Regions from separate parts of the Mus musculus genome. Here regions 1, 2 and 3 are each linked to region 4. The links are chromatin contacts, called in public promoter capture Hi-C maps. All regions are on one chromosome and are shown on one strand. Each heading gives the region's core, a stretch centred on a gene start, on an enhancer-like site or on the middle of the called end of the contact. The rest is flanking DNA. Distances are from core to core; before and after follow the strand shown. Region 1 holds the start of Ambp (alpha 1 microglobulin/bikunin precursor). Region 2 has its middle 14 kb from the start of Kif12. Region 3 holds the start of Orm1 (orosomucoid 1). Region 4 overlaps Col27a1 (collagen, type XXVII, alpha 1).

Region 1 (2,700 bases), core at 74-2,573, 98 kb before region 4:
GGTACAGCATATTTAGGGCAGAGGTGTGCAGAGTCCCCCTTCCTTACACAAGGTCTGCTCCACAGAAGTAAAGTGTCTGAGATGCCCCTGTGAGTAGGTAGAGTCCAGGTTGCATATTCTGAGGTCACCAGCTATCGCTGCCTTGGAAAATGAAGCTTGGGTTTTACACCTTTCATGGCAGTGTCTGCCACCTTGTGAGGCAGCCAGCGGAAGTGCCATGGAGACCCTACAAACCTGGTGGGACCTTCTGGGACCAGTCAACCACCTCTTCCTCTTGACAGCAGTCAGATAGAGCTGACCTTCCAGCCCCTGGACCTCCAGCACACCTGTTCCTTGTCCTAAGGTATAGAAAATCACCGGGAGTGTTCTGAAAACCCCTCAGATAGATCATGGAGACAGCGTTGAGGTGGACAGGGTCCCTACACAGACAATTTTATGATTCAGGACAAAGCTGGGGTTGCTTTGTTAAGAAAGAAAGAAAGAAAGAAAGAAAGAAAGAAAGAAAGAAAGAAAGAAAGAAAGAAAGAAAGAAAGGAAGGAAGGAAGGAAGGAAGGAAGGAAGCATGTAACTCTACAACACACACACACGTACATGCAAGGGCATGTGTATGCAAACAAAAATATTTGCACATAGACACATATGCATAGACACATAGTGACATGTCTGCCACAGGCCAAGGTGCCCTTAGACTCACACTTCGTAATTTCCCCAATCCCATCAACCAGTGTCCTACCTCTCTTCCTCACACAATCCCACAAGCCTGTCCACAAAGCTCACAGGTTCATGTCCACCCTATGCCACCTGCCATATGTGGATTCCTCTGGGGACCCATGAGGACAGCGCAGATTTGGAAGGCACTAGGCTTACAGGGGGCCCCAAAGAATGAATGGCAGGTGAGGGAGCTGTATCTTCAGAGAATCTCAGAATAACCTAACAGCCTGGCCAGGAAAGTCTCCTAGAGATTGAGATGCCATCTACAAGATAGGAAAGATGAGTACTCCCAAGACAGGACAGGCAGGCCTTAGCTGGCAAGGCCCAGGAGCATGGGCATACCACCACTGTGATCACCTCTGCCAGAGAGGCCAGCCTTACCCGGGACTCACTGAAGTTCTCCTGAACCTGGATATCTGGCAGTGTTGACGCAGGGTCAGCCCTCGAAGCGAGGCAGGCAGTCAGCAGCAGGAACAGGGTCCTGAGACCCTGCATGGCTCTGTGGTCTTTGGTCTTTGATGTCTCTCTCACAGCTCAGTGTGGGAGCAGGGATTACTTCCCCGGCAGTGGCAGCTACAAACTGAGGCTGGGGAAGGATCCGGAGGCAAATGATGACCTTGGTGTTTGCTTTGCTCAGCCAAGGCCAATCAGGGTCTTGGGCCAGCTCTAATCGATCCCTACAGCCCAGCCCAGGTCCAACTCTGTGGACAGGAAGCCATGGTTACTGACTCTGAAGGGACGTTGACCAAGCACAATAGAGTTCAGACCCTAGAAAGGTTTCATTAAAGGTCAACTTTCCCCAGGGAGAACAGGGGATGGGGCAGTCAGGCAGTGTCTGGCCTGTCCCTCCAGTTCTTCCCCCAAGATCTCAGAAGATACAGGTAGCCTGGTTCTGGCTTCTTTCTCATATAACAAAACTAAGGCCCAGGGAAGTTGGCTATAGAGCAAAGCATCCTTCCTCCCAAGACTCTCCCTCTGGTCTCCAACCTCTCATAGCCATTAAGATAATCAGGACAGGGAGAGATGCTATCCCTTCACCGAGCCACACTGGTTTCCCACAGTGAAACCATCAGTACCCAGATGAACCCCCAGGCTCACCTCAGAAGCATGTGCAGATGCCTTTCACTGATATAAGTTTTCACTCTCCTGGATTGACAAGACCCACTAGGGCTCCACCGTAAGAAAGGGAACAGAGCCTCCAAAGCCAGGCAGCTTCCTGTGGTCTTCCTGCTGTGTGCGCTTGAAAAGAATGCTGAGCCCTCTGTGCTCATTTCTTCACCAATAAACGCTGTTAACACAAGTACCTGGATCCTAGCTTTGGGGTGAAGGTTGAAGGGGTGAATGCCAACAGGCAACAGCATTGTTCTTAGGGTGTGGTAAGAGTTGAAGGGTCATTGTGACCTCCGTAAGATATATGTTCCTGTCGCTCCAGTTGCTCCAGAACCATCAACAGGATGATACTTTTAGACTAAACCAGTTCAAGGAAGTTTGGAGAGAGGACACACTTTGTATCATTCCTAATGATTTAGGGTTTTTTATAACAGCGCCTAAAGAAGGTAACACAGTAACATTTTGATTTAAAACCTGCAACATTTTTTTTTTTTTGAGACAGTGTCTTATATAGCTCTAGGCTGCCCTTGTACTGGATTTGTAGCCAGCTCTGCCTTGAATATCTGACCCTCCTCATGAGTTCTAGAATTACAGGCATGAACTACAGCTACACCTGGTTTATGCTGGGGGGTGGGGGGTGGGGGTGGGGGGAGTTAAACCTAGGGCTTCCTGCATGTTGGACAAGAGCGCTACCAATTGAGCAACATCCCTAGCCTCTAGATTTATATACTCTAATGGGAGATTTTTAAACCCACATCTGTTTGCATCAGAGCTCCTCCCGTCCATGGTGCTATGATCCCTCTCCACTCTCTTCTCTCTCCTCCAGGGGTTCCAGCCATTGTCCTTCCTCCTCCCTGATTCCCTCACGGCACACTCCT
Region 2 (2,712 bases), core at 187-2,686, 65 kb before region 4:
TAAGTTATAGGGACCACCGTGTCCCTAAGGTCCAGGAGAGGACCTAACACAGAATAAATAGTCTGGAATTATTATGTAGCGAGAAGGAAAGGCCTGTGTTAGGTCCTATCGTATCACAGCATCAGCACCCTAGAGGTGCTATCACCTGTGAGCATGCTCAGAAGTGACACTGCATTCCCCAGGGCACATCCTTTGCATGAGAGTGGGGAGCAAGCAATTGGTTCAGTTTCCCTTGAGGGAGACCTATCAGTACCCACTGCAGTACCGTAGGTCCTCCCTGGAGCCGCTACAGTGGTGTTAGTCCCTCAAAGGGCTGTATGACATGCAGGAAGATGGAACTTACCATTCTTCACATTCTTCTCAAAAGTGTAGGGAAGAGGCTCTGACGTGAACACAAGGCCCTTGCTGTGGACAACCACACCTTTCACTGTGTTCATAGTTTCCTGAGGCCCAACAACGGGCAAGGTCTGCAGTGCACTCATCGTGCAGACAGCAAAACGGTTCTGGTGGCTGTCATGTTGAAGGCATTTGAGATACGTTAGGGGCCGAGGGCCTCAGCACATCCTGGCTGGAGTGTTTGGTAGGGGTGAAGGATGATGGGGTGAGGCACATGTAGAACAAATTGTTCCTTGGAGTTTTTGTACACATGAAACACCTGGGGCCGTTTGTGAGGGGAATGGGGTTGTGCACACATGTGGAGTCTGGAAATCAGTTGTTCTCCACTGAACCCAGAGCTTACCAACTGGTTGGACTGGCTGGCCAGAAAAGACTCTGGGATCTTCTCCTCCTAAGCCTCCTCAGTTCTGGGGTTACAAGTGCATGTCACAAGGCCCAAATGTTGTTGTTGTTATAATTTGTCTCTGGTTCTGGGAATTAAACTCAGGTCCTAGTGTTCAAAAGGCAAGACTGTAGTGACTGAGCAGTCTCCTTAGCCTTGGGTCATTGTTGTTATTTTTGAGAGTGGGTCTATTTATATAGCTTGGGCTAGCCTAGAACTTGCTATATATCACCCCGTCTAGCCTTGAATTCTCTATCCTCCTTCCTCAGTCTGCTGAGATCTGAGACTCTGGGTTTACACCATTGTGTCCCAGCACCCAAACACAAGGGCAGCCCACCTGAGCCAGATATCTGCTTGTCACCCAGATCCTCCACAGCTGGGAGGAGCTGACAAGAGATTATCTGTCTCTAGATGAACAGGGACTTGCCCAGGGTCACCAGGCCAGGCGACAGGGCCAGGAAGGGCTGAACCACCTCCCCCACTGTGGGCCCTGGCACTGGGGCTGGCTGGGCTCAGTGGGCCTTTGTGAGGCCACATACCTGGGCTGGGAGGCCGCCACTCAGCTATGAATAGCGGCCTCTTTCCTTCCTGCGGCACGGGGCAGGCGAGTGCCCTCCCCTGCGCACGCACTCACACGCACTCACGCCTGCTCAGCCCGCTCGGGAAAGTCAACAGGAGTATTTGAAAAGTCTTTCTGTGTAGAGAATCTGTTTGGATAGGGGGAGGACGGGAGAGCCGGCCAATAGGTAGAAATATTAATGAACCTAGTTATAAAGGACCCATTCACGGCTGGCCGGGTAAATAGGGCTCTTGTCGGGAGGCCACGTTATCTGCCAAGTTCAAGAATGTGGTTTGAAAAAATAGAATTTAAAGGGCTGAGGTGGAGCCTTAAACGGCCGGTGTGCTGGAGCCACAGCCAAAAGAGGGAGGAGCTGGACTGGCCTGGGCGCTGAGCAAGGGTTGGGGTGTGGGATGAGGCAAAAGGGGACAGAGCTGGGAAGGGTGGGGGGAATGCAGAGACATCAGGCTAGGTGCCCATCGGGTTCTTGTGATGTCCCTTCTTCCCCCAGGTGCCTGGCCAAGGGCTGGCAGTTTCTCTGCTGAGCCCTAGTCTAGTACATATAACTCCCCAACCCAGGGACTTTGGTTGGAGGGGTCAACAGGGGCCAATGGGCTACAGGAAGGGAACTTGACCTCTCCTTCAGTCACTCGCTATGATCCCATTAGCCAGCTTTCTTCTGCCACCACCAAGTTGCCCTAGGTGCCTAAACTGTGTGAGAAGGAGCAGAAATGTGGGACTTGGTGCATCTGCTCATATCACAGGGGCATACCTCAGTCTAGTGGAGAATCCGTGGCTCACGGTTACACAGCAAGCTTGGAGCAGAATGAATGCTGGTTTCCAGCAGTTTCTTCCTGGAAACAGGCACCCTAGCATGAGGCTGCCACAGTCACACACACAGAGGAGGTGCCTTGCCATATATACGACAATGTCTTATTTCTAGCCCTGGGACATAAAGAAAGGTGTAATCTGGAATGTTCTGTCGCACTGCCTCTGGCCAGCAGTGTGGCCTAGGCAGGTGACTGGCCTTTCTGAGCACCAGCTTCCCTGTGTCCTCCTGCTGGAAAGACTCAGTGGGAGGATGCTGGTGATGGGCTAGCGCTGTGCCAGGCACTTGGTGGGTGGCCCCGGGACTGTGGCTGGACTGCTTCTTTTTCTGTCCCAGCCTGTGCTGTGAAGATGCTGAGAAGATGGTTCCCGGACTTTGGGTTTTAGGATCAGTTTCTACCGGGATCCTAGAAGGGCGGCCGAGGCCGTGCTTGTGGGAAGGTGGCAGATTTGAAGGCAGAGGTTCTGCCATGGAGTGTGTGGGGCAGTGTAGCACTGTGCGAACGAATCTCAGTAAAGATCTTTAAAGCAGTCTGCAGGGAACCTG
Region 3 (2,700 bases), core at 175-2,674, 93 kb after region 4:
CAACAAAACACATATGTTTTGGGTCTCCAGCTCAGCAAGTTCTCCTAGGCCCTGTACAGCCCACTCCACGGCAGGGGGCTCTCAGGACCATCTGTGGCCCCTTCCTTTTGCCCTAGGTGATCACTGTCAATGACTTGATTAATATCATTACAATTAGTCTGGAGCCTCTAGAACGCCCAGTAAACAGGCTCATACAACCCCACCTCTGGGCGATCTGCTGGCAATAATGTTGTCGAGCTGCATTTGTATGGTCAAATCTATCAGTTGTTCATTTCTCTCTGTTGCTAAGCAACACCATCTTTGCATGAAATGTCACAACCCATTTCTCATTTTTCTGGTAATAGGCACTTAAGAGCTTGGAGTTTGTGGCTACTTTGAATAATGCCATTAGAAACATTTACACACATGATACTGGAGGTGACTCATGTGTTGTTTTGTTTTCCTTTCTGTTGGTAGACTAATTTTTAAAGGCAATATGTTGCTCTGACACATATCAGAAAAGGAAACACACAATAGAAATGCCACAGGTTAAAGAGGGGTTGTAATGAAATTAGAACACAGTAAGTGAATGACAAGTTATGTATCATTAAAACATAACCCTGACTACACTGAAACATGAGAACTTGTGGAGGACACAGGAAATAGATCATGAAACTGTGAGCGTGTTCTAACATGTTTGCTGTATTGATGTTTTGAAGCAGCTCACTGTAATCTCAAGCTCGTCTCTGTGCCTCAGCAGGAGTCACCAGGCCTGTCCCTGCAATACTTTTCGAGAGTGTTCATTATGTAGACAAAGATCAGGCAGGAATGAGAACCAGATATTTTCTGGATGATGGGCACAGACCCTGGATTGGGCACACACTGTCCTAGGCAGATCCTTTCCTGCTGTAGATACTGGGAGCTTTGCTGAACTAGATGTTTATCTCAGATTCACCCCTTTGCTGGGCACTTGGCTGCCTTCAGGGCTGGGAAGAAGTCCCCAGGAACATCACACTCCTTTGGAAACTAATCCATCTGTGTTCTTGGCCCTGAACTTGAGCCCCTAAGTGTCTTCTAAGTTCACTATGAACCCTGACTTGGGGCTCCTTCATAGCACACTTGGGAGGTTGATGTATGTGTAGGTTTCACTCCTGCTAGGCAGCTCCATGGGATAAAAGAGGGGTGGGACCACTGTCTGGGACCTAAGTATCATCAGGCTAGCGATGTACATACCTTGACCATGAATCAGCCACTCTGGTGTACGGCAGGAGCCTGTGTCAGGACCAGTAGGTTGAGGGAGCTGCATAAAGCTGGCTTGAGGGAACATTTTGCGCAAGACATTTCCCAAGTGCTGGTGAGATTGTGCCACAGCTCTACTGTCCCTGGCTTCAGTCCCATGCCCTCCCCACATCGTGTCATAAATGTTGCTGCACCATCCAAACACCAATGATCTTTTCCCAGGCCTGGTGGCTCTGAGTGCCCTCAGCATGGCGCTGCACACGGTTCTTATCATATTGAGCCTTCTGCCGATGTTGGAAGCTCAGAACCCAGAACATGCCAACTTCACCATAGGCGAACCTATCACCAATGAGACCCTGAGCTGGGTAAGTGCCTGCCCCGGGCCTGGACCTGTTCACTGTAGGAGGCTACTCTTTCCTCTGGGCTTTCCCTTCCCTGATGTCTGTGCTCATCTCTGTGCTCCTGGTAATGCCCTTGCCTCTCCTGGAGACCTGGTGGCATCTCCCTGCCTCCAAACTCCGAAGCATCACTCTGAGGTCTCTCAGCAAGGGACAGAGCAGTAGGATGGCTGATTTTTGAGTTGCCCATGGGATTCTGGTCTGGAGCTTCAGTTTACCCATGTATGGTTCAGAAGTCATTGCTTGCCTGCCACTAATCAAGACTTGCTAACAAGGTACATATTACAAGCCCTGCTCATCTGTTTGCCTGCTTCTCCCCAGCTCTCTGACAAATGGTTTTTCATGGGTGCAGCTTTCAGAAAACTCGAGTACAGGCAGGCAATTCAAACAATGCAGAGTGAATTTTTTTACCTTACCACCAACTTGATAAACGACACAATAGAGCTTCGGGAGTCTCAAACAATGTGAGTACTTGAAACAGCCAGTCCACCCACCCCAGTCCTTAACTACACTCCTGGATGCCTAGAGACCTGAACAAACTGGCTCTGCCTGGCATCCCCACCCACCTTCAGGAATGGGGACAGCTGTCTTGTCTACTTGCCTCTTGCCCCTTCCCTACCCTGGCCTGGTCAGATCACCTCTTCCTCAGTTGTCCACTTTCTTTTCTCTTTAGAGGTGACCAGTGTGTCTATAACTCCACCCATCTAGGATTCCAGAGAGAAAATGGGACCTTCTCCAAGTATGGTGAGGGTGTGAAACACTGCTTTCTGAGAGGGTATTGCCAGGGTCTGATGGGGCAGCAGAACAGGGCAGTTTTTCTGTGAAGTCACTCTCTGAGGCTTGTAAGTGGAAGCAGATTTCAACCCAAAGTCCAGCTCCCAGGCCAGACTTGCTTTGGCCATTCTTATGATCTTTTGTGAGCTCAGAGGGGAAACCCATGGGTTGGGAAGCCAGTGACTTCAGCCACACACCCATGTCACCAGCGACAGCATGTAGGAGGGCAATCCAATGCTAGTGAGCCAGATCAGACACTCTTATGTTTTAATTGTCCCTGAGCAGAAGTTTTAATGTTTAAGAGGAAGTG
Region 4 (2,779 bases), core at 208-2,707:
CCTGCGGAGGCCCGCCTGCCAGGCAACCACGGCCCCAGCTCTTCTGTGGCTCCTCTGCCTCCCTCGGCCCACCTGGCACCCTTCATCCACACACAGGAAATCACTGCCCTGGGGCCACCTTGTGGGATGGCTGGCCCCTGTAATTGCCAGGGCCAAGAGAAGATAATGGTTTAAGAGCCTCATGTCCCCAGCCCTGTGATTTAAAACTGTTTGGTAAACACTGTTGAAGGGGCTTCCAGGCAGCCCCCTCCGCACCCCACCTCCCACCTTGACTGTGTTCCCACCGGATTTAGAAGCTCATGTTCACAGTCACATTCAAGGCCCTCTGGAGTTCACTATTGAGACAGCTCAGTCCATCCCACAGTTCTAAAGTCTAGAGAATGGTCTAACCTTGGCCTCAGCTTCCTGACAGCCTATCTTCTCCTGGAACCTCAGTCTCTTGTCAGTCCAGTGAAGCAAGAGATGGCCAAAATGGTGACTTCGGTCTTATCCAATGTGGGAACTTCATTATTCTGCTACTGACCTTTGCCCTAGGATGTTGCCATGACCAAAATGGCTCTGTCTCAGGGAGATGCATCTTTAAGGGGACCTTTCTTCTGGGCTAGTCCCAACCACAGTGATTGATGGTTAACATCTGAAAGATTTTGGGCCATAATCCACACACTCTCTCATGAAAGCTGTGTGGCTTCAGGATGGCCCCTAACCTCTTTGAGCCTCCTTTTCCTCACTGTAAGTGTACCAAGTGGTACCTATCTCTTAGAAGTGATCCAGGGTGTTAGTGAGCACGCATGCTTAAGGCACGGGGTTAGGCATGGTGGGTTCTGTGATTCACTTCCTTCCAGCTCTTTCCTGAGCATAGGTTTGCTTAAACCTCATCTGGGATTTAACTGAACACATCCCTTTTCTTTAGGGGAGAGCGATGCTGTGGATTGGTTTTCAGGAGTCTTGGGGTGCTAGAGGCTCCTGCCTCACACTGCCCCCATTGTTGTTCTTGGTCCCCGAGACTCTGGGCTGTTTACAGTGATCCTCTAGGCAAGCAAAGCTTGGCAGAGTGAGTTCAGAGAGGTAATTGCCGGGGTTCGATCTCGCAGCAAGAGCGCATGGCTCACCTTGATGCTTCTGTGGGAGAAAAGGGCCTCAGCTTGTTCCTCCTCGTATCCTGTCATGCCCTGTCCCCTTGTCCCTAGGGTTTCCTGACACAGCTTCAGTCGACGGCTCTGACCTCCATCTGCCTCTCTGCCCACTGCCCTTATCTGTTCTTTTGCAGTTACATAGGCCTTCTTGTGCTTCTCAGCTCGCTTCTCAGCATCTCTGCCCTGGGGCTTCTGTACCCTCTGTTCCACTTTTCAGGATGCTACCTCCAGGTCTGTCTACCTTCCCCCATCAGCCATCCCTTGGCTGTCCCTGGAGTCACCACCCCTCCCCAGGCATGCTGTCCTCTGTACCCTGACTTTATTTGTTCGTGGCAACAAGCCGTAGCATCAGATTTGCCATTTCAAACCATTTCTCAGTGCACTGGTGATGGTGTTCAGCACAATCGAGCGATTGATTGTTGAGCAACTGATCCCCGGAACATATTCATCTTGCAAAGCAGACTCCCGCTGCTCATTGCACTGCATCTCCTGCCTCCCACCACCTACGCTTGCCTTTTCTACTTCATTTCTTTCTAGTTCCTTTCGAGGAATGTAAATTCTCGAGGCAAAGCATGTTGCCTGGCTCCTTTTTCCCATGAGGAAAAACCTGCTGGCCCACGCACACTCCATCACTGTTTGTTGAGTGAGTGAATGAATGAATGAGAAATGAAAGCCATAGTAACAACCGTAGCTGGTGTTTCTAAGGTTGCTGAATTCAGTGCCAGACACCACGATTTGTGCTTCCTACGCAGATCATGCCACCCAGGCATTGGCTCTTCCTGCCCATTTTATAATTTCTGAGGAAATCAAAGTTCAAAGAGTCATTGTCTCTGGCCACATAGCCAGCCCGAAGGCAAACAGTCCTGGAATCCAAATCGATCTGTAATAAGAGCGGAGATCCTTTTGTCTAGCTGCTTGCTGTAGTCTGGGGATCACCTTGCCTACTTGTGACCCAGTGGGGGATTTTTTCCTAGGGGCAGCTCTTGATCTAGAGTAAGATGTGTTTCGTGGGTGGTAGTCTCTCTTGGCATGAGACGATTCTGAAGAAATGCTGGCGAACTTCCCGAGCCCCCTCCCTAAGACAGATTCTTCTGTTTGTAATGAAGACTGCGACTTCCTATGCATCCAGGATGCTGACGGACACCTGTGTGAGGCTGTGTTTATGTGTCTGTAGAGCAAGTGCGTTAGGGGGCTGGGATGAAGGATCAGCTGGTAGAGTGTCAAGCATGCTAGAGTCCTGGGTTTGACTCCCAGCATCACATAAACCAGCTGTGGTGGTACAGGCCTGTAAGTGAAGGCCTGGGAAGTGAAGGTAGGAGGAGCAGGTGGCCAGTGCCATCCTTGGCTACATGGGGAGTTGGAGGCCGGCCTGGGCTGCATGGGACTCTCTCTTAAAATAAAAGAAGAAAGGAAGGAAGGAAGGATGGATGGAAGGAAGGGAGGGAGGGAGGGAGGGAGGGAGGAAGGGAGGAAAAAAAAGAAGGGGACAGAAAAGAGAAACAAAACAGAAAGAAATGAGGTGGCGTAGGGACTTATGTCAACCATGATCTCCATATGGCCGGCTGTCCAGGGCCTGTGCTGATTGACTTACTATCCCTTGTCATAGACTCTCAGGGGCCCTAGAACTTAGAGTTAGAAGATAACAG

Evidence for each region. Promoter capture Hi-C pulls out the DNA fragments that hold promoters and counts their contacts.
Region 1: a promoter capture Hi-C map of liver shows a contact between it and region 4. The contact joins the promoter of Ambp here to the enhancer-like site in region 4. A contact is called at or near these places in 8 of 39 promoter capture datasets (the C10 cell line, the HPC-7 cell line, embryonic stem cells and 4 more) and 5 of 484 Hi-C or Micro-C datasets (embryonic stem cells and liver).
Region 2: a contact with region 4 is called in a promoter capture Hi-C map of liver. The contact joins two enhancer-like sites. A contact is called at or near these places in 5 of 39 promoter capture datasets (the C10 cell line, Sertoli cells, liver and 1 more), 4 of 484 Hi-C or Micro-C datasets (the HPC-7 cell line, embryonic stem cells, nephron progenitors and 1 more) and 4 of 9 other capture datasets (adipose tissue, liver, macrophages and 1 more).
Region 3: a promoter capture Hi-C map of liver shows a contact between it and region 4. The contact joins the promoter of Orm1 here to the enhancer-like site in region 4. A contact is called at or near these places in 3 of 39 promoter capture datasets (cranial neural crest, liver and macrophages), 2 of 484 Hi-C or Micro-C datasets (liver and nephron progenitors) and 2 of 9 other capture datasets (adipose tissue and pancreatic islet).

The regions. Positions count from the first base shown.
Region 1 is chr4:63,152,849-63,155,548 of GRCm38.p6, forward strand. It overlaps Ambp (alpha 1 microglobulin/bikunin precursor), which reads right to left and starts at 1,324. Exons shown (of 10, transcript NM_007443.4): 1 at 1,094-1,324. The coding sequence starts at 1,207.
Region 2 is chr4:63,185,070-63,187,781 of GRCm38.p6, forward strand. No RefSeq gene overlaps it. Among named protein-coding and RNA genes, the nearest start is that of Kif12, 14 kb to the left of the region's middle. Within about 2 kb of position 1,437, at least 23 of the 459 cell types and tissues checked have an H3K27ac peak or open chromatin away from gene starts, as enhancers often do. A contact at or near this core is called in liver, where this site is marked.
Region 3 is chr4:63,343,132-63,345,831 of GRCm38.p6, forward strand. Orm1 (orosomucoid 1) reads left to right here and starts at 1,425. Exons shown (of 6, transcript NM_008768.2): 1 at 1,425-1,583; 2 at 1,938-2,080; 3 at 2,290-2,360. The coding sequence starts at 1,467. It overlaps Gm52743 (a long non-coding RNA gene), which reads right to left and starts at 1,476. Exons shown (of 3, transcript XR_003955430.1): 1 at 1,213-1,476.
Region 4 is chr4:63,250,299-63,253,077 of GRCm38.p6, forward strand. All of the region lies in intron 7 of Col27a1 (collagen, type XXVII, alpha 1), which reads left to right. Among named protein-coding and RNA genes, the nearest start is that of Mir455, 5.2 kb to the right of the region's middle. Within about 2 kb of position 1,458, at least 11 of the 459 cell types and tissues checked have an H3K27ac peak or open chromatin away from gene starts, as enhancers often do. A contact at or near this core is called in liver, where this site is marked.